Regions from separate parts of the Gossypium hirsutum genome. Here all the other regions are linked to region 3. The links are chromatin contacts, called in public Hi-C maps. All regions are on one chromosome and are shown on one strand. Each heading gives the region's core, a stretch centred on a gene start, on an enhancer-like site or on the middle of the called end of the contact. The rest is flanking DNA. Distances are from core to core; before and after follow the strand shown. Region 1 holds the start of LOC107894214 (transcription factor PIF1). Region 2 holds the start of LOC107955258 (probable indole-3-pyruvate monooxygenase YUCCA8). Region 3 holds the start of LOC107901897 (CLIP-associated protein). Region 4 has its middle 44 kb from the start of LOC107955258.

Evidence for each region. Hi-C and Micro-C count contacts between places; a contact is called where the count stands out from the background.
Region 1: a Hi-C map of leaf shows a contact between it and region 3, with 2.0 times the contacts expected there. The contact joins the promoter of LOC107894214 here to the promoter of LOC107901897 in region 3. A contact is called at or near these places in 17 of 34 Hi-C or Micro-C datasets (callus, leaf, petal and 1 more).
Region 2: a contact with region 3 is called in a Hi-C map of leaf, with 2.5 times the contacts expected there. The contact joins the promoter of LOC107955258 here to the promoter of LOC107901897 in region 3. A contact is called at or near these places in 4 of 34 Hi-C or Micro-C datasets (callus, hypocotyl, leaf and 1 more).
Region 4: a contact with region 3 is called in a Hi-C map of leaf, with 2.2 times the contacts expected there. The contact joins the enhancer-like site here to the promoter of LOC107901897 in region 3. A contact is called at or near these places in 3 of 34 Hi-C or Micro-C datasets (callus and leaf).

The regions. Positions count from the first base shown.
Region 1 is chrA07:43,297,095-43,303,123 of Gossypium_hirsutum_v2.1, reverse strand. LOC107894214 (transcription factor PIF1) reads right to left here and starts at 2,222. Exons shown (of 8, transcript XM_016819453.2): 1 at 1,611-2,222; 2 at 629-1,505. The coding sequence starts at 1,693.
Region 2 is chrA07:42,551,134-42,557,391 of Gossypium_hirsutum_v2.1, reverse strand. LOC107955258 (probable indole-3-pyruvate monooxygenase YUCCA8) reads right to left here and starts at 3,484. Exons shown (of 3, transcript XM_016891001.2): 1 at 2,660-3,484; 2 at 2,195-2,566; 3 at 1,579-2,108. The coding sequence starts at 3,340. The coding sequence ends at 1,875. It overlaps TRNAV-AAC (transfer RNA valine (anticodon AAC)), which reads left to right and starts at 884; the gene lies at 884-957.
Region 3 is chrA07:42,881,309-42,887,939 of Gossypium_hirsutum_v2.1, reverse strand. It overlaps LOC107901897 (CLIP-associated protein), which reads right to left and starts at 2,809. Exons shown (of 22, transcript XM_016828066.2): 1 at 2,052-2,809; 2 at 613-768; 3 at 450-512. The coding sequence starts at 2,615.
Region 4 is chrA07:42,506,718-42,513,143 of Gossypium_hirsutum_v2.1, reverse strand. No RefSeq gene overlaps it. Among protein-coding and RNA genes, the nearest start is that of LOC107955258, 44 kb to the left of the region's middle. Within about 2 kb of position 3,088, at least 3 of the 9 cell types and tissues checked have an H3K27ac peak or open chromatin away from gene starts, as enhancers often do. A contact at or near this core is called in leaf, where this site is marked.

The DNA.
Region 1 (6,029 bases), core at 973-3,472, 420 kb before region 3:
AATTTTTATTTAACTTTTTAATAATATATTATTACAAATTTTTTCATCCAAACAATTAGTTTGGCATAATCTAGTAATTTTTATCATTTTTATATGTTAGTTGCTGCTCATATATTAAAAGTTGATTGTATTTTGTCTCATCTATTATAAAAATTGATAAATTAGTTTCTATATATTAGATGAAAAAGCAAACTGATTATTTTGTTAAAATTTTTATTTATTTCTACTATTAAAAACTAACCTATATATGTTAACATAAGGTACACGTGACATAACATATCACGTGTCACTTTATGGTTATTTTATTAACAAATATTAGTTTTTAACTGTACAATTAAATGAAATTTAAAAAAAATCAATTTATCATTTGTCTAACTTAGAAAAATTAATTTCTCAAATTTTAAATAAAAATAAAATATAATTTAACTATTATACAAATTGTATTACCATTATATTTTAGTTTTATCTTTGGATTGATAGTTTGATACAGTGTTCTGCCTTAAAAAAAAACAGTGTGCTCTAGTGGTGCACCAGCGACAAAGAGAAGGGTGCTCATGTTAAACAACGTTAACCCCTGGCGCACGTTAGCCGAGACAAAACAGAAAACTTTTAACTCCAATGAACTAACCTCGCTGTGATATTCGGTGTCCTCCAGTTCTCTTCCTTTACGCTTCCGGTCCTCAGCGGCGGCTGCCTTTTGAGCCGTGGGTTCGGCACTGGCACCGGAGCCGCCAGGTGACGATGTCACCGTGACCTCGTACGCGGCTAAATTGTCTTTGCAGGCACTCCCGCTGACACCAGCTGATCGCGTGTTGGCTCCTGCAGCGACGCTCATGTTGGCGCAGTTAATATTGTCGTTTTCTCCAGAAGCTGCCTCAGTGTTGCAGGGCATGGCCTGAGAGGCTCCTGATTCGGGAGCCATAGCCGGAGTATCGCTGGAATCAACGACCGTCAATTCCCTAACTACGCTCTTAGAATTAGACTGTTTAGATTGTTCCACCCTCACCGCTTTATGCCTGGAGAAGTGAACGAAGTTCTGAATCCTCGTCGACTCCAACTCATTCCTCCTCGACGGCGGTATCGGGGGCCTAGAAGCTGACGCCACAGCTGAAGCTGAAACTTGAGTAACTTTCCCGAGTGGAGGAGGAGCGGAGGTTGTGGCGGTGGTGGAGGTAAGGCAAGGGGCGGCGGAGGAAGGATAGAGGAGATCAGCACAGAAATCGTGGTCGAAGCTGGCGTCGCTGAGAGGATAGTGAAGCCATGAAGCCATTTCGTCTTCTTGCATAAAGAGGTGATGATCGGTAAGCGATTGCTGCTGCTGCTGCTGCTGCTGCTGCTGTTGTTGATGATGATGGTGAGATGAGGAAGACCGGATCTCTTTGGTAGCAGATGGGTCGGCGCCTTGGAATTTGAACGGCGGTGACTTCTTGATAGATCTTTGGTTTTGGCTCTGCATAACAACTTGACCGTTTTGCCACAACAGCTCCATGATTTCATCCTCTGGCCTGTTTCATAATTCCATCGCGTCATCAACTCACGGTTTTGGCAACAATAATAAAGCGATAAAAAATAAATAAAATAAAGAAGAGGAAGAAGAAGGTTTAGCTTACATGGAAGGCTTTTTAGAGCGAGTTAAAGTAGAAGGGATGGAATCATCATCTTCCATTTCGAAATCGGGGACGCAGTGATTCATCCTCTCTCTCTTAACACTTTAATCTGTATTTATATTAATCATTAATAACCCACCCAAATAGAAAAATTATAGAAAAAGGAAGGAGGAAATTGTAAGTATTTAAGGTGTTAAGGCCGTAAGAGAATGGTTTGTTTTTTACTTGTGTAGAAGTGGAAATCCTAAAAGAAATACAACATAGGTGGTGTTATGAAAAAACCCTAGATAGGAAACCAAAATATATTTGAAAATCCAAAGCCGTACAAAGCTGTCCAACGTTGTAGCATATGTATATATATATACTGAAATGGCAGATTGGCAGTGTGAGAAGAAAAAAGGAAGCAGGAGAAGGGTTTTTTAGAAAAAAAGATTTGGTGTGGGGATGAAGTATAATTTAGGTGTTTCACCAAAGATAAGATCCTGTTTTTCTCTGCATCTTTTGACAGTGGATAGTACCAACGCTTTCTTCCTTCTTATTAATAATCAGATGCCCACAAACAAAATGGTTGTTTTCTTTTAGCTGCGGACCCCAATCTTTTTTTGTTTCCACAAATTGACGGTACTGGTTTTTGTGTGTATCAATTATATATTTTGTATATCAACCATGTATTTTAATTACATGAATTGTAATCGGCTTATTAACTAGATTCAAATTTTGATGAAGATCCATAATTTTTATAATTATAATTAATTTAATTTAAATGTAATATGAGTACTTTTTATATAAAATTACAAGAAAAACTATAAAATTCTTTATTTTTCAAATCCAATTTAACTTCTACCATTATCTTAGTTAAAATACGTTAAAAATGATTATATTTATTAAAATATATATATTGAAAAGAATGTGAATTGTCAGCCCTGGGTTTTATACGTATGCTCAAATTGTACTTATTTTTAATGCTAAAAAATTTGCTTTCAGCTGTGAGAATGCTGAATTACAGTTCAACACCTGCTGGGCAGCTGTCTTTACTACAAGTCAAGTCGGTTTCTCTTTCTTTATATATAATATGTTTTTTGGCCACTAAAGTTATAATTATTGAGTTCCATGCTTTTGACAAATGAAATGATAATTTTGTCGCTTGTAATTACGAAACTGCATTCAATTTTCTTCTTTTAATTTTCACTTAGTCCTATTTTTATTAATATATTTTGTGCCACTGCTGACGCTAATTTTTATTCCAAGAAAAATTACGTTACAATAAAAAAAAAACACGAGTTACTTAAATTGATAAATTAGAAAGAAAGAAAAGTTGGATTTAATTATGGTTTAAAACAATGATTGGCACATAGCCTTTCCAAATAAAGTATTAGTACTAGGATACTAATTTTGATACATTCAATTTAAGTATCATCTTATATACTTAATATTATATTTAATAAAATAAAATTGTAGTCATTAAAGGAAAGTGAGTGGGTTTACTTTAAGAAGAAAATGACAATTAACGGTAAACTGTCTTATGATGTAAACTTAATTAATCCTTTATTATTATTATTATTATTATTATTATTATTAATTCTTCTTCTTTTAGATAAGATGCTACCTTTTTTATATGCTCTTTATAGATTTTTTTTTTGGTATATAATAATTGGTAGTTGGATTATTTATGTTATATATATATATATCTCCTTTTAGCACTGGCAATAATTTATTATATTTCTTTTATCAAAATAATTATTTTATAATATCATCTCTCTTTAAGCATAATCAGAATCTTTTTCAATCTCATTCAAATTTATTTTAATATTGGAACTCCAAATTAAATTCTTTCTTTCTTTTTTTTTTAATAAGCTGTTTATAAGTATTTACCTTTAAGTAATTATTTAATATTTAATGTTGTTGAGATAGAAGCTTGACCATAATTTACAATGATCCATGAAGTGCAATTTTGATAACTGGTATTAAATTTATTTTAAAAAATTAAAATAATAAAACATAAGGAGTTTTGTGTGTGTGTAAAATTTTAATTGATTTCTTTTTCTTATCAAATTACACCCATTCAAACCCTATTATTATTATTTAAAGAAAGGGCAAAAGAAGCCAAGATTGGTGTTAAAAGAATGATTATTATTTGAAGGTATTGTTTTAGTAATTTAAAAAAAAAAAAGAAGATGAAAGTGGGAGGAGGCAGTTGGGAAATAGTGTAGGGATAAGAAACATGTTTTCTTTCTCCATATGGGGGACTGTCCCTTCACACTCACCCACATCCTATGACTTCCAATTTTTCATCATTTTTTTTTCAGTACTTATCATTTTGTACTTCAAAATTATAACATCTCTTACCCTTTCTTATTCTACATTCCAACCACTCATGATATGCCACATCATTAACTCCATTTAAGTTCTCAACAATAATCAAAGTCTAAATCTTGATAATTTTACTTTCATTTATTCTAATTTAAGTCTCGTCAAGTATTCTAATTTAAGTCTCGTCAAGTATTAATTATGTTTGTAATTGATAAAATTAAACAGAAGAATGTGATTATTTATATCCTAATTAAGCCTAAATTGCTAAATGATACAAAATACAAACAATTAAGGGTTGTATTTTCAATACAATTAAATGAAATTTTATTTATTTATTATTTTGGAAAATCCTAGGTTCTGTATTATTTCTGAGACCTCAAACTGACCAGAAATTTAGTATACCCAACCTGTTTTTTTGAAGTGAAAGGATCTAACTTGCAGTGTTACTGTAGGACACATTTTTCCATCTTTTTGAAGTAAAGGTGATAGATATATTCAGATAAAGCCCAAGGATAATATTTTTACAGTTAAAACAAAAGACAACCATGATCTCATGATGTGTAAAGTGCAATCTTTTTCAAAAAAGAAAGTTACATGGTTGTTAAAAGAATATTGCATAGGAAATTATTTAATTTGAAAATGACTTTGTAAAATACTACCATATTTATAGCTTTAAGGATGCCAATAATTGCTTAACTAAAAAAAGGGAATAAAGATTTTCCTTTTACAACATCAACTTACAACATATTAAAGTGAACTCGAAGATTAGTGTAATCTGTCAACAGTTAATAATGATTGTCGAATATTTTTTTCCAACCAGTGCAGAAATCAGGGAATCAATTTCGCCTCTATTTATCTTAACTATATAATCAACAATTTTATTATTTAGAAGTGTGGAGTTTAAAGTTTAAATTAAATTTTATATTAATTGAGATGCATGATAAAATAAAAATATTTATCAAAAAAAAGTTTAAATAAAATTCATAAAGTTAACAGTAAAGCATTAAAGGAAAACGTGGTCACATAAAATCAAATCAAAGAGCATCTGATGATTTTGGAGTTGGCGCTGATTGGCTCACCTCATTAATTCCTGGTCATCGATCAAATTAGAGATATGGGACATACTCAAATTTGTCAGAATTTATTTTCCGAGGAAAAATGTAATAATATCATATCTTATCCGTTTTCATGGGCCTCATATATTTTTCTAAAAAATAGGTACAATTTTTCTGGTAGATAATTAGGTACAATATGTTAGTGGTTAAAAGTGACGTAAGTTGGAAATCTTCCATTATTTCATTCAACTGAAATGAAGTGTGAAAAAAATATTAAAGAATCTATATATTTGGCAAAAACACAAAATATCTCAATAATAAGCAACCCATGTTACAATCATGGTATTTGTGCTAAACCTATCATATTTTGTATTTAATGGAATTATTATTATAATTTAATTGATAAGAAATTTTAAAATAATAATAGAATATTTATATTTTTCAATTTTAAATTTTTAATTTATTTAACATTAAATGGATTAAACTATAGTTTTAAAATAAAATTCAAAATAGATGAGTGATTAAATTAAGAAGTTTAAACTTTGGTTAAAATATGGAATAGGTCTTTATTTTTATTTTTTATTTTACAAATTTGGAATTTAGATTCAGTATTTTTATTTCTAAGAATTCAGTTCCTTTGTATTTTTTATTTCAAATTTCAGGTTAAATTATTATCATTGTTAAAATTTTGGGTTAAATTTGTTGGTATAACATTTCGAAATTAAAAAAAAATACTCACATGGTATATATGTAAATAAAAAAATGACGTAGTAATGAACTTAAATTTACCAAAATAATTTTAACAGTGTTAGCAATTTGACATAAATTTTGAAATATAAAAAGTAGAGAGACTAAATTTTAAATTTACGAAGAGTAAAAGGACATATGGCATATCTTATGATATATGTTAACCTAAATTATATGTACACACATAATTGTTTAACTGTGTGACTGAGTTGATGTCATGAGTCAGCTCGACATCAATTCAATAACCTTACATATTTTAAATAAGCTCATATGTATTATTATTAGTTTCAATACTTACGTTTAATATTAT
Region 2 (6,258 bases), core at 2,235-4,734, 330 kb after region 3:
GTAAAGAAGGGAACATATGGGACATTGAATTCAAAGCACCCTGTTGTAATTTCTGAATCAAAGTCTTTAGCAACAAAAACGGGCTGTCTCTCTATGTTCTATATTTAGGAATGTGAAGAGAAAAGGCCCCATGGCTTACTAACACTTGGTTTTGAAGTCTCCATCTTAATTGGAAGTCAATGGACACTGTTCATATCTTTTTGTGGGCTTTTAATTCTTGGACCTGAGTTGCTCCTTTTAATAGGTGACTCTTTCTTTTCCCTGTTGAATCAAGCCACCAGCCAAGAAAATTTTCATGCATTTTAAATTGAAAGCAATGTAAAAAGGGAGAAGGTAAACGACTTGAATCTCAGCATATACCAATTGGCTTATTGAAACCCTCATCTCAGCCAATAGCAACTGGAGCCTAGCAGTATAGAAAATAGTAGTATTTGAATTCCAAATATTTGTGGACTGTGAGTATGGGGTGTTGGGAAGTTTGCCTTTTTGTGTCAGTGAAAGCAATGTTTGATGTGTGTTGACTAATTCCCAAATAGCGGGCGCTGCAATGTGTGTTTTTGTCATTTGTGGCTGTCAAAACTCAGGCTTCCCTGATAGGAGTTGCCTCTTTTGTTTTATTATCCGCTTTAGAACCACTTTTGATTGTCATGACTATATTCGTATATTTTCATGAAATTATATATACATAATTTCAAGCATTAATATCTTTTTGTAGTTTTCGTATAATATTTACACTATAATTGCTTTAGAGTTGGAAGACTTTGTTCGGTAATACGCACCTTACTATCGTGTCTATTTGCAGGCTAATTGGCTGGGTCACCACTCATGTAAGACACATCATAAATAAGAAAACATCCCTGTTCGTTCAGAAAACGGTAAAAAAGGTGTCGTGGTGTAGTTGGTTATCACGTCAGTCTAACACACTGAAGGTCTCCGGTTCGAGTCCGGGCGACGCCATTAAATTTTTTACCTTTTCGGTGCAATACTGTCCTCTATTATAAAGGGTAAAAGAAAAGGAAACAGGGTATTCATGCCTTTACGGACTTCTACGACTTACATAAGATCAAGACAGCTAGTTCTCACGTCTCTAAGTTAAGGAATATGCTTTACATAAAATATCTAACTGTAATTCAGTCATGATGAGAGCATTGAGGGTGCTCTGCTCAATCCATGTGCGGCTTTAGATTATTCGTTTACAAATAAGTTTTGGTCAATGAAATCATACAAGTAATTTAGGAATCAAGGGGAATAGTGTTTGGAGCTTGGCTATCCTCAAAAGATGGTGGGAGCTGGGTTCCATTGTCCCTCATCATCATGAGTCCTATTCCCCATCTATGATTTGATGTTTGAGGGGGCAACTTGGAAATCTCAAGCATTCAGTCAGTGGGCCTTTACCTTTTCATTAATACAATGCTTATTTCTTTTAGGGAACTGGAAATCTGTTGTTCCTTTCTCAAAGAATCAGCATTTTTACTGGTTAAGAATGAAGCTTTCTGGCTGTGGATTGGAACTTATTGTAATAATTAGTACCATGAATTGAAAGAATCTTGAAACCATTGACAGAGAAATGATGGGATATAGAGAAAGGAAGCTGCTGTATCATTCAACTTGATTACTGAATTATGGTACAAACATTTTTAAAAAAAATTTAAAAAAAAAAGAAAGGAAAAAGCCTCATCATCCTCGGTTTACAAAATTCCCAAAGAAAATCAAAACTTGGGCCTTTGGAGAGGGCTCTGTCAGCCTGTTCTACCTCTTTTGTTTTGTTTTTGTTGGGTGAGAGTATTATACAGTATTATTAATTTTTACAGGAACAAAGCTAGTTTCCTAGCTTTTGATGAAATAAAAATATTTGGCCTGAGGATTTTGTAAGTTTAGAACTGTGAAAGTGAAATGCAGCGTCTATGGCGAGCAACAGTTCTCATTCTGAGCTGCTTAGTTTCATCTTTAAAAACCTGGGCAATATCTTGTGCAATCCTCATGGCATCAGAGGAAGCACCTGAGAGCCCTCTCCTTGTGAACCCAGCTGCATAAAGTCCAGCTTTTCCTTTCCACCCATGTGGGAATGAAGCCTTTGGGTACCCATTTTTGGTGAAGAATTCACCTTCCTGTTTCATCATGTCAACTATTTCCATTAGTTTATTTGTCAATCTTGGCTTCTTTAAAACAGTTGAATTTTAGAGCATTTTCTCACCTGAAGCCATGAGGGAACATTGCTGCGGTATCCGGTAGCCAACACAACTGAATCGATATCAAGTTTTTCGCCATTAACGAGCTCAACTTGTCCACGTGAGAAACGCTTGATTCCAGGAACCACATTAATGTCACCTGATCTAATTTTCTCCAATGCACCAATGTCCAATACAGGGGTTTTCCCTTTTGTGTTCTTGAGTTCCAAGGGACCCGTTGATGGCCTTTTAAGTCCATATTTCTCAATGTTTCCCAACATCAACCATGCCAAAATCAACATTAGCTTGTCAACAAGCCAAAGGGGTAGCCATTTCATCATCAAAACAGCCAATTCGAATGTTGATTTCCCAAAAATTTCTCTTGGCAGGACATGAACCTGTTGAAAAACAGAACAAAAAACCCATTAGAATTCAATTTTTCTTCGAAGTGTATCTGATATAAGGTAACTTTTTTTTTTCTGATGACTTACCGAGCTGCGAACCACCATTGAAGGTGAAGCATTGTGGTTGCACAGATCAAAAGAAACTTCCATGCCAGAGTTGCCACAGCCGACAACTAGTACTTTCTGCCCCTTGAATTTTTCACCAGACTTGTAATCACAAGCATGGATAACTTCACCACCAAACTCTGACAATCCTTCAATATCGGGCAACACACACTCGGCATTTTCACCAGTGGCCACAACAAGCGAGCGGCAAACGTATTCGAACTCAGTCTTGTTTGAACCACTTGTAACAATGGTCTTCACCCTCCAGAAACCACTGGTCTCATCATACCTAGCTGACTGCACACACTCATTGAACTTTGGGTTGATATCAAAATGCTTAGCATATGATTCAAGGTAGTCAATGAACTGTCTCTTTGTTGGGTACTCGGGGAAATCCTCAGGGAAAGGTAGTTTAGGGAGTTGGCAGAATTGTTTGGGAAGGTGAAGCTTTAGCCTGTCGTAGGTGCGTTTCTGCCACAAAGATGCAATGCAATCGGTTCTTTCGAGGACAACAAAGGGGACCCCTTGTTCTTTCAGGCAAGCAGCAGTGGCTAGCCCTGATGGTCCGGCACCAACAATGACCGGACCATTGACCAAAGTCCATTTACGCTGAAAGAAATCTTGGTCTTGATCAACAAGGCGAAACAAATTCTCCATTGTCATACGGTGAGTTTGTCTTGAGACAAAAATGTAGAGTTGAAATTAGAGAGCTTAGAGAAAAAAAAGAAATGGTGTTTGTTTTTTTCTTTCAGAGAGAGTAAGTTGTTGTTCTTGGTTTGGAGGGAGAAGATGGGATGGGGCTGCTTAAATAAGGAAGGTCCATGTGATAACATTCAAGAATTTAATGCATTTTAAAAGGGTCCAGTTTCAAATCATAAGCCAATGGCTACCTTTTGTTATTTTATAGAATAATTTAATAGATCCTTATATACATATACATTATACTTAAAAAATTGTTGAAGGATTATCATATTTTTTTGGAATTTTTTATTCTTTCCTTTATAATTTTTTTTGTTTATTATAAAGATGTAAATATATTTAGAAGAGAAAACACTTGGGTTACCAATGAAAGCATGGAGTTTCCATGATTTTGATGCCCAACATCAAATGTGCTTGTAGATTTCATACCAAGCTTGAGATTCCATATTATTTTATATCAATTATTGTATATGTTCCACCAACTTCATAGTAAGTGAACTTTGATAAGATCATTTTATATATCAAAAACAATATATATACATATATGATAATTGAAATACACAATCATATTCAATTAGCACAACTTCATACATCATATTGAATTTGTGCAAAAGAAAAAAAGAAAAAGGGAAACATTGTAATGTTCCTAATTTCAAACATAAAAAGAGAAAAGAGAAAAGAAAAGGAAAAGAAATTAGGTCCTATTTTATGCTGTAATATTTGAGGTAAAATCAGCTAAATTAACCGAAGATGAAGTGGAAACATCATAGGGAGAGAATTAGGAAACAATGAAAATGAAAATGACGCAGCATCCTCTTATGATTCTAATGGACCCACTAGAGAGGAGTTTCTTTCATAAAAAAATTTAAAAATAAAGTAAATAAAGAAATAAATGGGAGGATAAATAAAATATTTAAAATGTATGGAAATTGGAAGCCTAAGTGGCAGAGAGTGCTGACTAGGATATAGGCGGCGATGTTCCCACGTGGATTGGATGAGTGAAGTTGATGAATAAGAAGGGGTTTAACACTGTCACGATCTTGGGGGAGGGATCCCCCACATGAGCCCCTCCATTGCCTTGGGATTGCGACTTGTAAGGCTGTTTCGACCCACAAATGCCCCTTTCTGCCGACCCTCCTCCACACCCACCTTTGCGCCATCTGTCCAACCCACTTCGACTAATTTCACACCACTTCCCAAGAAAAAAAATCTGCTCAACCCATCCACATGCCCTCTTCTTCCACTGTGTATGTTTCTAAGCTGACGATTTGCATGCTCAACTAATATTCCTAACAGACTAACAATATTTAGCCTAGTTGTAAAGTTTATTACAATTTTATGGACAGAATTTAGATTTAAATTTTGAATATGATGTTGTTGAGAAAATAATTATAAATTAATTAATTTTTTATAAATTGTAAAACGGGTATAAAAAATATTTTAATTAAATTAATATTACAACAATAAAGATATTGCTCCCAAATTATAGTTTTTCGTGCCTGGTATTGCCCTTGAACTACAACGATGGTTAGCTTTGAACCTTCATTTGGCTTTTGTGTAAATGTTTATACTTTGCCAAGAAAATTAATAACTATGGGTGTTTGTGATATTTAAAAATGTATTTGATTAATTTATATAGTACATTCTATATAGTACATATGTATCACACACCTCGAGCAATGATAAAAAAAAAAGCTACGAATTTGGGTGAAATAGATGTCAGAAAGCAAACATGGTGAGAAGAGAGAATATTCTTTATGCATGGTAAAGATTGTAAAGTACTAGGATAATCTAGAGGTTCAAAGTATGAACACACAATTGTGAAACATTCAAGGTACGTGGAAGGTCGATAAACAACGTTGCTTTCGGTGAATGCTTCCGAGTTTGACACGCTCGAATGCTCATATAATTAAGAAATATTATTACTTCTTTTTTGAGATTTTTTTTTATGTTCATTTATGACAATGGTGATTAGTCGTGGAAAGCATTTTAGGGTTTTGTTTTTGAAAATTGTACTTTGGTGGAATAGGCCTGTCAAAGTACAAGTTCATGATTATTATGAAAATATTCGAGTTGGAAACTAGCAATGAGGAAGGTAGCCATAGCTAGCCTAGCCCCCCACCATAATTCCCACTTGGTGGTGTGTGATTGATGAGTGAAAATTCATGGGGGAATGGGAAACAGTAGGGGGAAGGTTTTGGCAGATTGATTGGTGAAGGACAGAGGGAAGCATGTGCATGACCATTGAGGACCTTGAGTTCCATGTTGGTCACTACTTTTTAATAAAAATAGAAGAAAATATATTGAGGGCAAAGGGTTTGCTTATGTTAATCAAGTAAAGCAAATTATTATTATAGTTTAAAATATAATAAATGCACCGGTAATGTAAATATTTTTATGTTGCTAATGAATTAGATAACACCATTTATTAAAAAATTTAAAATATAAATTTATTAACAATGGATTGTAACACAAGGTTTTTTAAGCGAACTTTATGCATTTTCTTTTGGGTTTAGCTTCCACATCCCTGTCGATTGTACCTTATCATTTTATGAAATGGATCCTATAATTCAAAAGATATATATAAATGTTTATAAAATAATTGTTAATTAATATTCATAGGAATCAATTGACATCACCCTAAAAAAAGTGGCCAGATATTTTAAGTGGGAGAAAATGAGTATAGAATCATGATCATGATCATGCCAACTTTTTGCTATGATAATCAATTTATATATAGAAAAAGAAAACCTAGAAACAAGCTTTCCAAATGCATAACATACAAGGAGATAATAGATAAAAAGGAAGAAAGTAAATCATAGGCATATCCCATGCATATGATACATGAGATATGAAAAGGATATGAATGTATTTTTGCTATC
Region 3 (6,631 bases), core at 1,560-4,059:
TTGACATATTAATCGTAGCCTAGGTCACAGCAGGCGGTCAAGAAAAATTTTTCTATTTTTTGTTTTCCAACAAAAAGGAGTCCTGACCAACTTAAGTTTTTAATGTTTTCCTGACTAGAAAACAGATTCAGAACCCTGATGTTTGTGCCTATTGATTTTTTCATTGCATTTCTTGTCTTCTAAAGGCAAGTGAAAAACTTATTGCAAGCATATCAACATGTTTTTCCTTAACTGATAGGCAGAACAGCTGCCTCTAGAGTAAGCCCCCCTATCAGGATTCAGGCTATCATTTGTATATTTAGGAAAAAGTGAAAGTTCCTTTAAAACATCGATTAGAAATTTGAATATGACCAAAACAAGAATAAGAAAATATCAATTCTTACTAAACATAAGTTAGAAATGTTGTTGAGCTCTAGTAAAGATAATACTAGAAGACAACTTTCACTGACCTCAATGCATAATATAGCAGCTTCACGAACACCGGGATTTGAGTCATGCAACATCTGCAAAATCTGATAAATAAAGAAATTTATATATGTCAACTTATCTCTGTCACACATACAGATGAGACTGGAAATCCATTTTGGAGAAGTTAATGACTAATGGGCATACAGGGGGGAGAATAGCCCGTTGAAGTGGAAGCTCAGGAGATGCAAAAAGATTGATTGCGGATGTGACTGTCCGGGCAAATTCCTCCCTAACTCTCCAACTTCTATGCGTCCAGCCGTAAGAGCCCGCCCTTTCAACAATAATTGTTGGAGAAGAATCCTGGAATACAAAATAATCAGTATATTTTACAGATCAAACTAATTGTTTACCACTTATCTTCAAATAATAATTCAAAAAACTCAGCAAGGCACTCAAATTGATACTTCAAAATATAATTGCAAAACATATAATCTAGTCCCTTTCCTTATGGAAACAGATATAAAAATAAAACCATAAACCACTGGGCATTGAAAAGAAATTTAAAAAATAAAAATTGCAATGGACAAATTCATGAGGTTGTACACTCCCTCATTGTATCACTAATCTTACTTGAAAATGCATATGGATTAAGGTAGTTATTACTTTCCACAATATAAAACAGAAAAGGAATGCTTAGATACAAAAGCAAATAACATTTATGAAGACTTAAAAAATACAGTGTACTTTTATAGAGAACAAAATGCAGCATGATTTTACTAAATTGGAGATGGGTTTCAGTAATTTTTTTAACTTCCAATCTATTATGGTTTCATTTCTACCATTTTCTCTTGCTTTTTTTACCAACCTTTAGCAAGCAAAAGCAAGTGAAAGAAACAACCACATAATGGGATCCAAGAAAAGTGAAAAAGCTTTTGACAACTTATATTCTTACTAAATTGTCCTTAGCCATTATGACAATGCAGGTTCTTAAGTCTTGCTTTAGAGTGAGAACTAGAAAAAAATATCTTAAAAGCTAATGCTTTAGTTCTTCACAGCAGACTTTTTGAACCACACTAAACATAAACGTATCTTTTGAGAGTAGGAGAGTATCAAGCATCTGCTTTTCAATAACATATGATATCCATAGAGGTAATTGCATGAGGACCCTAATTCACGAACTTGCTTTCTTAGTAGTATTAATAAAAAAATAAAATGGAATGAATGACTAGTCCCACAAGAAACATCCCACAAGAAACATGGAAGCCATCCCGAGGTAATTAAGGATGGTAATTATTCAATTGCATAAAAGCATTCACTAATGACTTCTACAAAGCTAAGGTAACTTTAGACAGCAATAAAATAAGGAATGAGTTAGGTTTCCATTTACCAAGAACTGCGAAGACAAAAATGATAACGAATTATTTTAAGGCAAAACAATTCGGAAGCCCTTGACTCATTCAAAGCTAAGAAAAACCGTATTTCCTATCTCCATGAATAAAAAACATTATGGTAAAGTTCCACAAAGCACAGGAACAAAAGTCTTCCATGGATTGATATGCATGAAAGTCAGTTATAAAAAGGAAAAGGAATTATATTAGCAGTAGACAACCAATAACATAAAAGGAAATAGATAGCAACTCTACCTCCATGAGAGTGAGAAGTAGGCGTCTCGCAGCGTCTCTGACGGGTTGCTTAGCGTCACCTAACCGTTCAACAACCGCGGGAACAAGCGCGTTGAAGTGCAACTTCAAGTGATCACCAGAGAGGACGGCGGCAGAAGCAAGAGCCTGGAGAGCGCCCTGGGAGACTCTGAAGTTGTTGTCGTTGAGGAGATCCATGCAGCAATCCACGAGCGAAGTAACCTCCGAAGAAGTCAGACTCTTTCTGGAACCTTCGAGGAGGTGGTAGAGACGTTCCACAGCCGCCATCCGCTCCTTGGTGTCTTTGGCGCGTGCCAGCTCTAGTGCCTCTTCCATCTGGATCCCGATCCTCTCCTCAGATCTAAATTTCTCAACCAATTCCAGTAATTTGGAAAAAAACAATAAAAATAAAATTTGAGGAAATGTGTTTGGCAGAGAGGAAAGAAACTCAATTAAAGGCAAGGAATGATTATTATTGGTAAAGAGATATTTAGCGAAGAAGTTGCGCTTATTTTCTTTGTTATTATTTTTTCTTTTCATTTCTTTCCTCAAAAAAGAAATTATCATTACGGATGAAAGGGGTAGAGATGGTAGAGTGGACTGAGATTGACGGAGAAGATGATGAAAGTGTGTGGTTCGGGTAGTTAAGGAAACTGCCCATCCCTTTTGTATTATTTTACGAGTTTTTGCCAATTTTTTTTTGTTTTCGCGCGAGACTGCGATGTGCTATTTTTTTAGTTTTCTTTTGTTCAGTTGTAACCGTCATAAGGATAACACAAGGATGATCGGATACTTCAGATTTGGAATTTACTAGTCCAGCTTTTTTTTGGTTTAAAATTTCTAGTTATTCTTTTATTTCAAACAACTTACTTTCTCTAATTTTTTTGTTATTACATTAACTATCGAGTAATTATTTTTTATTTTAAAGCCTTGCAAAGATTCTATTTTTATAGTCGCTTTCGGATTACAATCTTTCTTCTCTTTTTCTTTGTTTTTATCCGTACTTAGCTACTGTTATTTGCGTGTTGTTTACTGTTTTTTGTAGGTGGTGGTTGAGGAGCAGTTGATGGTGGCAGAGGCCAGGAGCAGCAGCGACGCAGGCTAAGGTGCGGCGCGAGCTAGGGTAGGGTTTTTGTTTAGTTTGAAACAGTTTAGGTGTTTGGGCCATTTGGGCTATTTAGGCTATTAGGGTTTTTTAATTTTGGGTTGTTTGGGCCTGTAATTTGTTGTAAATGGACACTAGACTTTAATTATTTTTGTTTTTTTTTTGCTTTCTTTTTTTGTCTAGGCCTAGACGAAATTGGGCTTTCACAGTGGCCTCTCTTTGCTCGTTGTCGTGCAACGAGAAAGATTTTTAAGAATGACCAATTTCATTTGGTCTCGCCAAATCTCGACCTCTTTGGTGCTCCTCTTTTTCAAGTAGTTTCATTCTAACCCATTGCAACTTCAAGGAGATTAGACTTGTAGTTTTAATCTGCTCCACTGCAACTTCAAAGAGATAAGATTTGTAATTTCAATCTGCTCCACTACAACTTCAGGGAGATAAAATTTGTAGCTCCAATCCGCTCAACTACAACTTCAGGGAGATAAGAATTATAACTTCAATCTGTTCCACTGCAACTTCAGGGAGATGAGACTCGTATCTTCAATCTACTCCACTGCAATTTCAAGGAGATAAGATTTGTAGCTTGTAGCTTTAGTCTATTCCACTGCAACTTCAAGGAGATAAGACTTGCTATGGTAGATTTAATCTGACCTACTGCAACTTCAGAGGTATAGGACTTATCATTTCAATCTACTCCACTGCAACTTCAGGAAGGTAAGATTTGTAATTTACAGCTTTAATCTGCTCCACTGTAACTTTAGGGAGATAAGATTTGTAGCTTCAATCTGCTCCACTTGAACTTCAGAGAGATAAGATTTGCAGCTTTAATCTGCTCCACTGCAACTTCAGGGAGATAAGATTTACAGCTTTAATCTGCTCCACTGCAACTTCAGGAAGATAAGATTTGTAGCTTCAATCTGCTCTACTGCAACTTCAGAGAGATAAGATTTACAGCTTTAATCTGCTCGACTTCAAGAAAATAAAACTCGCTACAGTAGATTTAATTTGACCCACTGCAACTTCAGATGTATAAGACTTGTAGCTTTAATCTGCTCACTGCAACTTTAGGGAGATAAGATTTGCTATTATGACTTCAATCCATCCCGTTGTAACTTTAAGGGTATGGGATTTGTGGTTTCACTAATATATTACACTGTTCTTTAGGGACATGGCTTGTAGAATCCATTTCATTGGCTTATATTTATACCAAGCGATTAAGATGTTATGATCAAAATGAATCAAATGCTCCTAACTATATGTGTATGAATGATATTTGCATGAATACAAAATGTCATTTTTTGAGAATGCTCCCTTTTTAATGCTTAGGTTGACATTGCTCGTTGTTCATCAAGGTTCTATCACCGACGCATCTTGTTTATCTAGTATTTTTGACAGAAAACCCGAGGAAATAATCACAATATAAACTGTTAGTTCCCAAACATTTCCAACTCTTAGATTTGGTTAGTTCTGACTAGTGGTGTAACAACCTGATTTTCAATAGTGTTAGAAATAGTGGTTTGAGACCACCAAATTCAACGAGTAAGCTCGTAAATTTTATTATTTAGTATTTACGAGTTAAATATGGTTTTAGAAAGAATTTTTAATTATCAATTTAAGTTTATAATGAATTATTAGGTTCAGGTAACAAAATCTTAGGTCAAGTGGTTTTAGAAAATAAGGAATCGAGACCTTGTTTCTATAAACCGAGCCGTAAATATTTTTTTAAATAGTTACGGAGTGTCATTAAGGTAGTATTAAAGTTTCATTAGAAAATTTTAATAATTTAATAGTCAATTAATTAAAAATGACTAAATTGAAAAAGGTGCAAAACTTGTTAATTATAATAAATAGTGATTAAATGGTTGATAAATAAATAAGGGAAGACTTAAGGAGCAATTAAGCCCAAAGAAAAGAGATGAGGCGGCATGTTAATGAAAAATAATAATAAAATAAAACAAATGGATGGTAAAATTTTAATTTGCATGAAATTAAACATACAAATTGAAATTAAAAAGAGAATTCTAGATAATTTCTTTCTTCAACTTCAGCAAACAACCATGAGAGAGAGTTTAAGCTGGTTTTGCTTATTTTTGCTGCATATCAAGGGCCCGTAGATACTCGTGAAAAAGGAAAATTAGTGGAATAGTCCCTAAACTTTTACAAATCTTACAATTTAACCTAGATTTTCAAGAGGTCGAAAGATCGGACCAGCACATCAAGCCACCCTATCTAGCCTAGTTCGGTAGTTTTTGTATGTTCAATACAGTTTATATGGCATGTATAGGGTTTGTGTGGATTTAATCAAAGTTTGTCTTGTATAAATGTCAATAATTATAATTTTGCTTATATATATATGTTGGGTTAGAAATGAGACATATTGGTGATGTTGATGTGAATAATATAGGTTTGTTGAATTCAAATTGTGGTTAACTTTATTAGTCAAATTAGATGGATTAAATAGGTAAATTTAGGTATTTTGGTATATGTGATGACACACTATGCTTAAAACATGATTTTGACTTGCTATGATTGCTTTGTTGTGATTTGAGGTGTTAAAATGATGTATTTAGGTTGATATCAAAATAGGTGAGACATGTGGCCTTGGAATGGCCTACTTTCGTCCACACGGGCAGAGACATGGGCGTGTGTCTCAGCCGTGTGCCCGCTACATCTTTAAAATTGAGAAACAGAATGCCCAGGTATTTTCACACGGCCTAGCACACGGGCTTGTGGTTTGGCTGTGTGACCCCTACACCTTAATTTTATAAGTCAGTATGCTTACACGGTCTATAACATCCCAAAATAAGGCCTAAACGGAACAGTGGTTGTGAAACCACGAATCTAAGATAAAAAAGTCTACTCCGATTAATTTTTATAATTTACCGAGTGATTAGATGCATGTGTTAGAGTAGCGATGGAAAATTTTATAGATAGCATGCTTAATTTACCTACTAGGGCTTAATTGCAAAAGTTGATAAATATGAGTTTTAGATGCTAAAGGATTAAATGAAGAGTATAATTGAAGTAGAGGTCCTTAAATGATAATTAGACCATTAGGTTTTCATGGACAAAAATGGACATCCATAGATAAAAATAACTAAAGTTTTAGTGAAGGGTATTTTAGTCATTTGGTAATTAAAAGATTAAAAAAGGGAAAAATATGGCAAAATGTGCCCATCTTCTTCATTAGGCCGAAATTTCAAAGGTTATTCATAGCTAGGGTTTTGTCAAGCTTCCAATCTTCATAGTAAGTGATTCCAAGCCCCGTTTCTAATGTTCTTTACGTTTTTGAAGTCTCGATAACTTGATTTAGCTTATTCTAGCAATAATTTAACCTAGGGTTCATATTTGGAAAAATACCCATAGGTGAAATGTGTTTATTTTGATTTTTTATGGTAGAATATGAAGCTTAAAATTATGTTAAACGACTTGAGCTAAGCGATTTTAAGCGAAAACGAGTAAAACGACAAAATCGGTA
Region 4 (6,426 bases), core at 1,839-4,338, 380 kb after region 3:
ATTTAATCATCTAACCAGAAGAGCTAACATATTAAAAATATTAATTAAAAAAAAGCTTGAAAGAAATTGAAATAAAAATGTAAATATGAGTAGGACTTGAACTTGAGACTTAATTAAGGACAAAAGCACTAACATTTAATTATCTAACCAAAAAAAACTAAGTCACCAATTTTTAATGAAAACACTTCCTATAGAGCACATTTCAGCTGACATGATTCAAAGTGCGTCCTACAGAACTTATTTTCACTTTTTCTCTTCAATAACGATGTAAATATAAAAAAAGGACACCTAAATTTTTTAAATTTTATAAAAAAAGGCATATACCCATAAATTAACCCCTCTTCCCATAATTACTTATCATTTTTCATCTATCTTAGTAGCATTTAACACTAATTTCAATTAATTAAATTAAAAGGTAAGGCTATTAATATCTTGTTTAAAAAATAGATCTTTTTACGTAGCTTTAATGATCATTATTGTTTTATTAAATTAAAAATATTTAAAATTTTAATTCTTTATTTTTCATAACAAAATTTAGTGTAAGTTTATATTTTCATTTATTTACACTCAATTATTATAATTTAATTATTATAGTCCATTGAATCTTAGTTTAATTGACATCTATTTTATTATCAGAATAAAAAAACGTGAATTTATGTGCACATTTATCCTCCTATTTAAAGTTGAAAAAAATTATAAATAATTATAAATATTTTATAAGAAAATTTATTATACTCGATTAATTGCTGCATCACACAAAAAAGAAAATAAATTATGTAATTCAAGAAATAATACACAAATATCATTACCGGATCTATGTTGTTGCATGGAAATGAATGACTACGTGTTTGTCTGAGCATAAACAAGATTCATGCACATTGCCACGTAGATGAACAGCCTACCTGCTTTTCCATGCTTTTTTAATCCTCTAAAAACTGGTAAATAAGACAGACACAATATCAATTTATTAATGGTTAATACTACAAGAAGAAATGTTTTAAGTGCGAAGAGGGTTAAACTCCCGATAAATATATATATACACATATTAATGTGTTTCTGGTTCATGGTTGCACTACAAATACATATATTATATGGAAGGTATTATGGAGGGGCGGTGATGGTTTAGAGAGAGTAAGGCAAGGGATGATCCTTGCTCAAGACTCATCATAGCCGTCTTAATATTAATTAATTTTAATTACCATTTTAATTTCCTTGCTCGGGGCCATGTGAATGTGGTGGATTCCCCCAAGGAGAAATTCAATTGGTCACGTTACAATCTAATGTAAAACATGTGTTAAAGTCAATCTTTTCTATTCATTTAACAAACGAGTCGAAATTTATTTATATATATATTTAATAAATTATAATAATAGGACAAAGTTCAAACAATAAACATAAGTAATATAATTCGAATTCAGATTACATCTAGAGTAATAGACACTTTTAATTAGTAGTTTATGACATGTAATTTTTATTTATATATTTTTATTTAACTTAATAATGAACATAAATACAGAAAAACCTAACTAATCGTAAATCATTGATTGAATACTCTGTTAATTTACAGTTATAGTTTTTGCTCCCCTCCATTTTGTTTTTGCCTTTAATCCCAAAATGGTGTTTTCGGCCTTTATCTCCATTCATTTCGAAATTTTATATAATATTGCATATATGTCAATTTTTACGAAAAATAAAAATATATATTATAAAATTTAAAATTATAAGAAAATATTAGTTATTAGGTCATTTTCTATAAATTTAAGAAACATAAACAATAAACGCAAGGCATTTAAGTAAATTTATGGGGTGGAGCTGAACTTAAACCCGACACTGCTGCGAAATTTGATTTGCTTTAAAAAGTGGTCAGAGAATTTGAAGGGATTGAGTTAACACCCTTATGTGTATCCTAAATGCAATTTTTTAAATATCTTTTATTAAAAAATAACGGTATAAACTAATTGAGTTTTTTGTTTTGCTAAGATCTAATCTTTGATAATTTTAAATGTAAAAAGAAAATCTCTTTGACTCTAATCACTGGTTTACTCAAGGGAATCAACCAAACCTTCATAAAATATGGTTCAACTTAATCTTAACCGTAAAAACTGTAACTAATAAAATAAATGAGGGAATCAAATCTTAGCATAAGATGAGCAAAATTTGTAGGGGAAACCAGAACGTGAATTAATGTGAAGCATACCCCATTAGAAAATTGAACACATGAGATAACATGGACAAAAACCTCTGAAATTACAGCTATATGGAATATTGAGAGACTTGCATCACAACTTTTGCATTTAACCAATAATTTCTTCCTCCTCATAACATCTAAATTCAAAAACAAGTATCCAACATAAATATATATGTTCAACGCCAACCCCCACAAAATAATTGAAAATGTCTAGGTATGCGCTAGAAAAAGAAAGAGACATCATAGAAACATTTTTTTTAAGAGTGTCCACTTGATTTAAAGCCAATGAAATCATTTTTCCTTTTTCTTTTTTCTTCTCTATATTGCATACTCTAAAATTTATAAATTTATAAGTTAATATATGGTAAAATTTTAATTTGACTTCTAAAATTGATAACATTTTAGTTTAATCCTTCTTAAAATTATATAAATATAAATTATTATAATGATAAAATTACATTTTAATTATTATAAAAAAAACTACTCGAAACTAACACTTCAATTTAAACCACCTTCCATCTTTACCTCCATAACTTTTTTGTCGACACCATCACTTTCTTAATCAAGACAAGAGAGTGACTTGAAATGTTTGTTTTCATTGGAAACCCCTTTTAAGAGAAAACTCTATCTGAAGGTTTTTTTTTTTTATAAAATTAATTCATCATACACATCCAAAAATGGAAATGGTAGACTTTCAACTAATGGATATGTGAGTCCCACCCACTGACCATATTTTGGATCATAAGTCTGAAATTGGACCTTATGAATAAAACGAAGAAGGCCCACCAAACAAATTTGAATTTTCCATGCACCAACACGTAATGCAAGGCATGATGCATGGAAGGGGAATACCATGTACAGGGTGTGTGCTCCATGTGAGAACCAATACCATGGACCAGCAGGACCCTAATTATGGTCCCAAACCTATCTCCTTAGCCTAGGGGATAAGAAGACTTTTCACTCTTCACCACCTCAAGGCCACATGGATTGCTTGCCAAGCCCAATATTTTTGCAACCCAAAATAAATTTTTTTTCCTAACTTATAATTGAACTTTCGAAAATTAAAATTAAAATTTTAAGATATAAATATTTATATAAATGTATTGTAGATATAATTATTCAATTTTAAGTAATAATATATAGAATAATATTTGACACATTTCCAAAAGAATTTTTAGGCTCCACAAACAGAATTAGAGGTTGATAAATGTACTACAGGGTATAATATAATATTAAAAAATAAATATTTAAAAGAAAACACATATGATAAAATCTTTAAGATTATTTGTAGAATAAAAAAAATATACTGTCGATATACTAAATACTAACCCATAATATATTTATGTACATGTACAGATTTCTATAATTAATTTATTAAAAATTTCTGCAATTTTCAACACAAGATAACGAAAAAATGGTACAAACATTTATTTCTTTCTCTCAAAATGAAATTACCTAACAACTAGTTATTAAATATGAGATGAATACAAAAACAACACAAGATATGAACACATTATTATTATTATTATTATTATTATTATATTGAATCACTTTAACAAACTATATAATTATCATAAAATATGAATATGATCATGATATGAATATGTAAAAATTGGTATGAAATAAACTAACTTAACATAAGAAATTTATTTGTAAATTTATCTATTTAAGTCACACATATAATAGTATCAACATACAATTGTTGCAAAAATTTTCACGAACACAACATACAAGATAAAATGTGTTAGAATCAACACAAAATAAATTGTAAATGTGAAAAAATATAATAATTTTATATATAATAATAATACAAACATGAAACCTAAAGTTTTTTATATATCTTTATAATAACTTAAACATGAGAAAATAATAAACACAAATTTTATCTTTTTTCAAAAGTTATAGAGACAAAATTCTCTTCTTTTCTTTTGAATTAAGAAATAAATTCTTTTCTATTAGCTATTAAGGAATAACGTTTTAAGTTTTTCGTTGTATAGATTTTTCATAAATGAGGTGACTTTATAAATGTTATGTTCATATGCTATTCAAGTCTATTATGGCTTCTTTTTCCACTTTTTGTTGTTGCTTATTCTCTCTTTTGATAACGATAGTTGATTGTTTCTTTCTTTCTGTCTTTTTCTTTATTGTTTTTTGTTGTAAGAGATATAATTCTAACATATTTAGGTTATTATATATGTTAACATCACTATTTATCTTTCTGTCTTTTTCTTTGTTGCTTTTTGTTGTAAGAGATATGATTCCTACATATTTGCGTTATTATATATGTTAACATCACTATTTGTTTAGTACTCATTAAATCTATTCTTATCAGAAAAAAATAAACTTCTTTTTTTATTTAAAAATTATTGTGCCGACTGTCAAAATTGTTATATAGTATGCAAATTAAAATTCCTTCTATAAAAGGAAAAAGTGTTCATACTACTTCTATTTTTATCTGATTTCCAACTATTTTTTGGTAATGGACAAAGACATAAACCCACACTTAATCCAATTAAATTTAACAATCATTTTTAAAAATTTAATATTCAATAAATTTGAAATTTAAATTTCAATATCATTCTTATTTTAAGATTATGTCTCATTATTTATACCCATGTCTTTTTTTATTATTATTAAAAGAAGAAGTTAAACATGAATTAAAGATCATGATAATTTTTTAATTTTGTTTGTAAAATTAAAAAAATTATCCATCATTATACCAAAATAAATATTTTAATTATGTACGGACATTTCATGGAGGGTTGCTTCATACAACAAACTAGGTAATTAGGGATTCATGTTTTATTCATAAGCTATTATAATTACATTGTTCATGCAACATCTGAATAACTGATTCAATGATCGTTAACGATCAAGTTAACATGATCGTTAGGAATTGTTGAGACTTTTAATTGTCTATGTTTAAATTGTTCTATTTCATATTCGAACAATACTCAAAAAAATAAGTTGAGACAATTAAAGTGTAGAGAGATTTGATGGCATTTATGACATGCATGATTTTTGGAATGCAATTGTATAATAAATGATGTTTGGTTTGTGCTACAAATGGATCAAATTATATTAGAAAATTTATTTTTATCCTTTGGTCAAAATTGAGAAGAGAAAGAGTATTTTCAAATGACTTGCAACCTTACCTTTATCCATTAAGGATGAAATCACTTTAATCTTTGCTTGGGGTTGAAGGCTTGGATTTGAAATTCAAAAGAGGATATTTTGCCTGGATAAATGCTTATTTTTTAAATGATAATTTACCTTGTTTTTCAAGGAAGAATCTGTTGACCTTGGCATATAAATAGGTAGTATTGTCGCACATGTTCGTGTGCCAGTCGAGTGTTTTAAGGGTCTTTTTTATCAAGTATTGACTTGTTTTTGCTTTATTTTTTTGCACTCTTGTATTAGATATTTTGTTAGAGAGTAATTGTGATTTGTAAGTGAGGATTTTGAGTGAGTAATTATAACAATTGTGTTCATTGCTGGGGCTGCAATTAACATTGTTGTAAAAGTAGATTGGGATTTAACCAATAGGTGATCCGAGTTAATTGTTGAATAAAATCATTCACTGTGCGAGACTTCATAGAGTAAGATTGATGAATCTAAACTGCCTTAATCTCTCATTGCATTACTCTATTATTTAAATATTGTTGTTAATTGGACTTGTTCCAATATGTGTTGGAATATTAGTTAGGACAATTAGCAAACCAAAAGCCTTTTTAGGATTTAATTGTCAATTGTTAAACTTAATAGTCAAAGGACTTAATTAATGAATTTTGTGAATTGAAAGGCTCAACTTGATACAAAAGATTCGAAGGGACTTAATTGATTTTTTTAGACTTCAAGGCTTATTATAGCATTAAGTTTTTTTTTAAAATGAATTTTGTGAATTGAAAGGCTCAACTTGATACAAAAGATTCGAAGGGACTTAATTGATTTTTTTAGACTTCAAGGCTTATTATAGCATTAAGTTTTTTTTTTAAAGTGAAAATCACCAACAATGTTGTGAGTTAACATGTCAACCCCAATTTCAATTGAATTTCTATATAATAATGTCACTAAATTTACCATTTATTTAATATTATATATTCTAATTGATATAATTTTCATAAATAATATATTTATGTACATGACATAGCAAAATATTCATGTATATGATAAAATGTACAAATTTACATAATTGACTTATTAAAAATTTCTAAAATTTTCAATACAATATATAATGC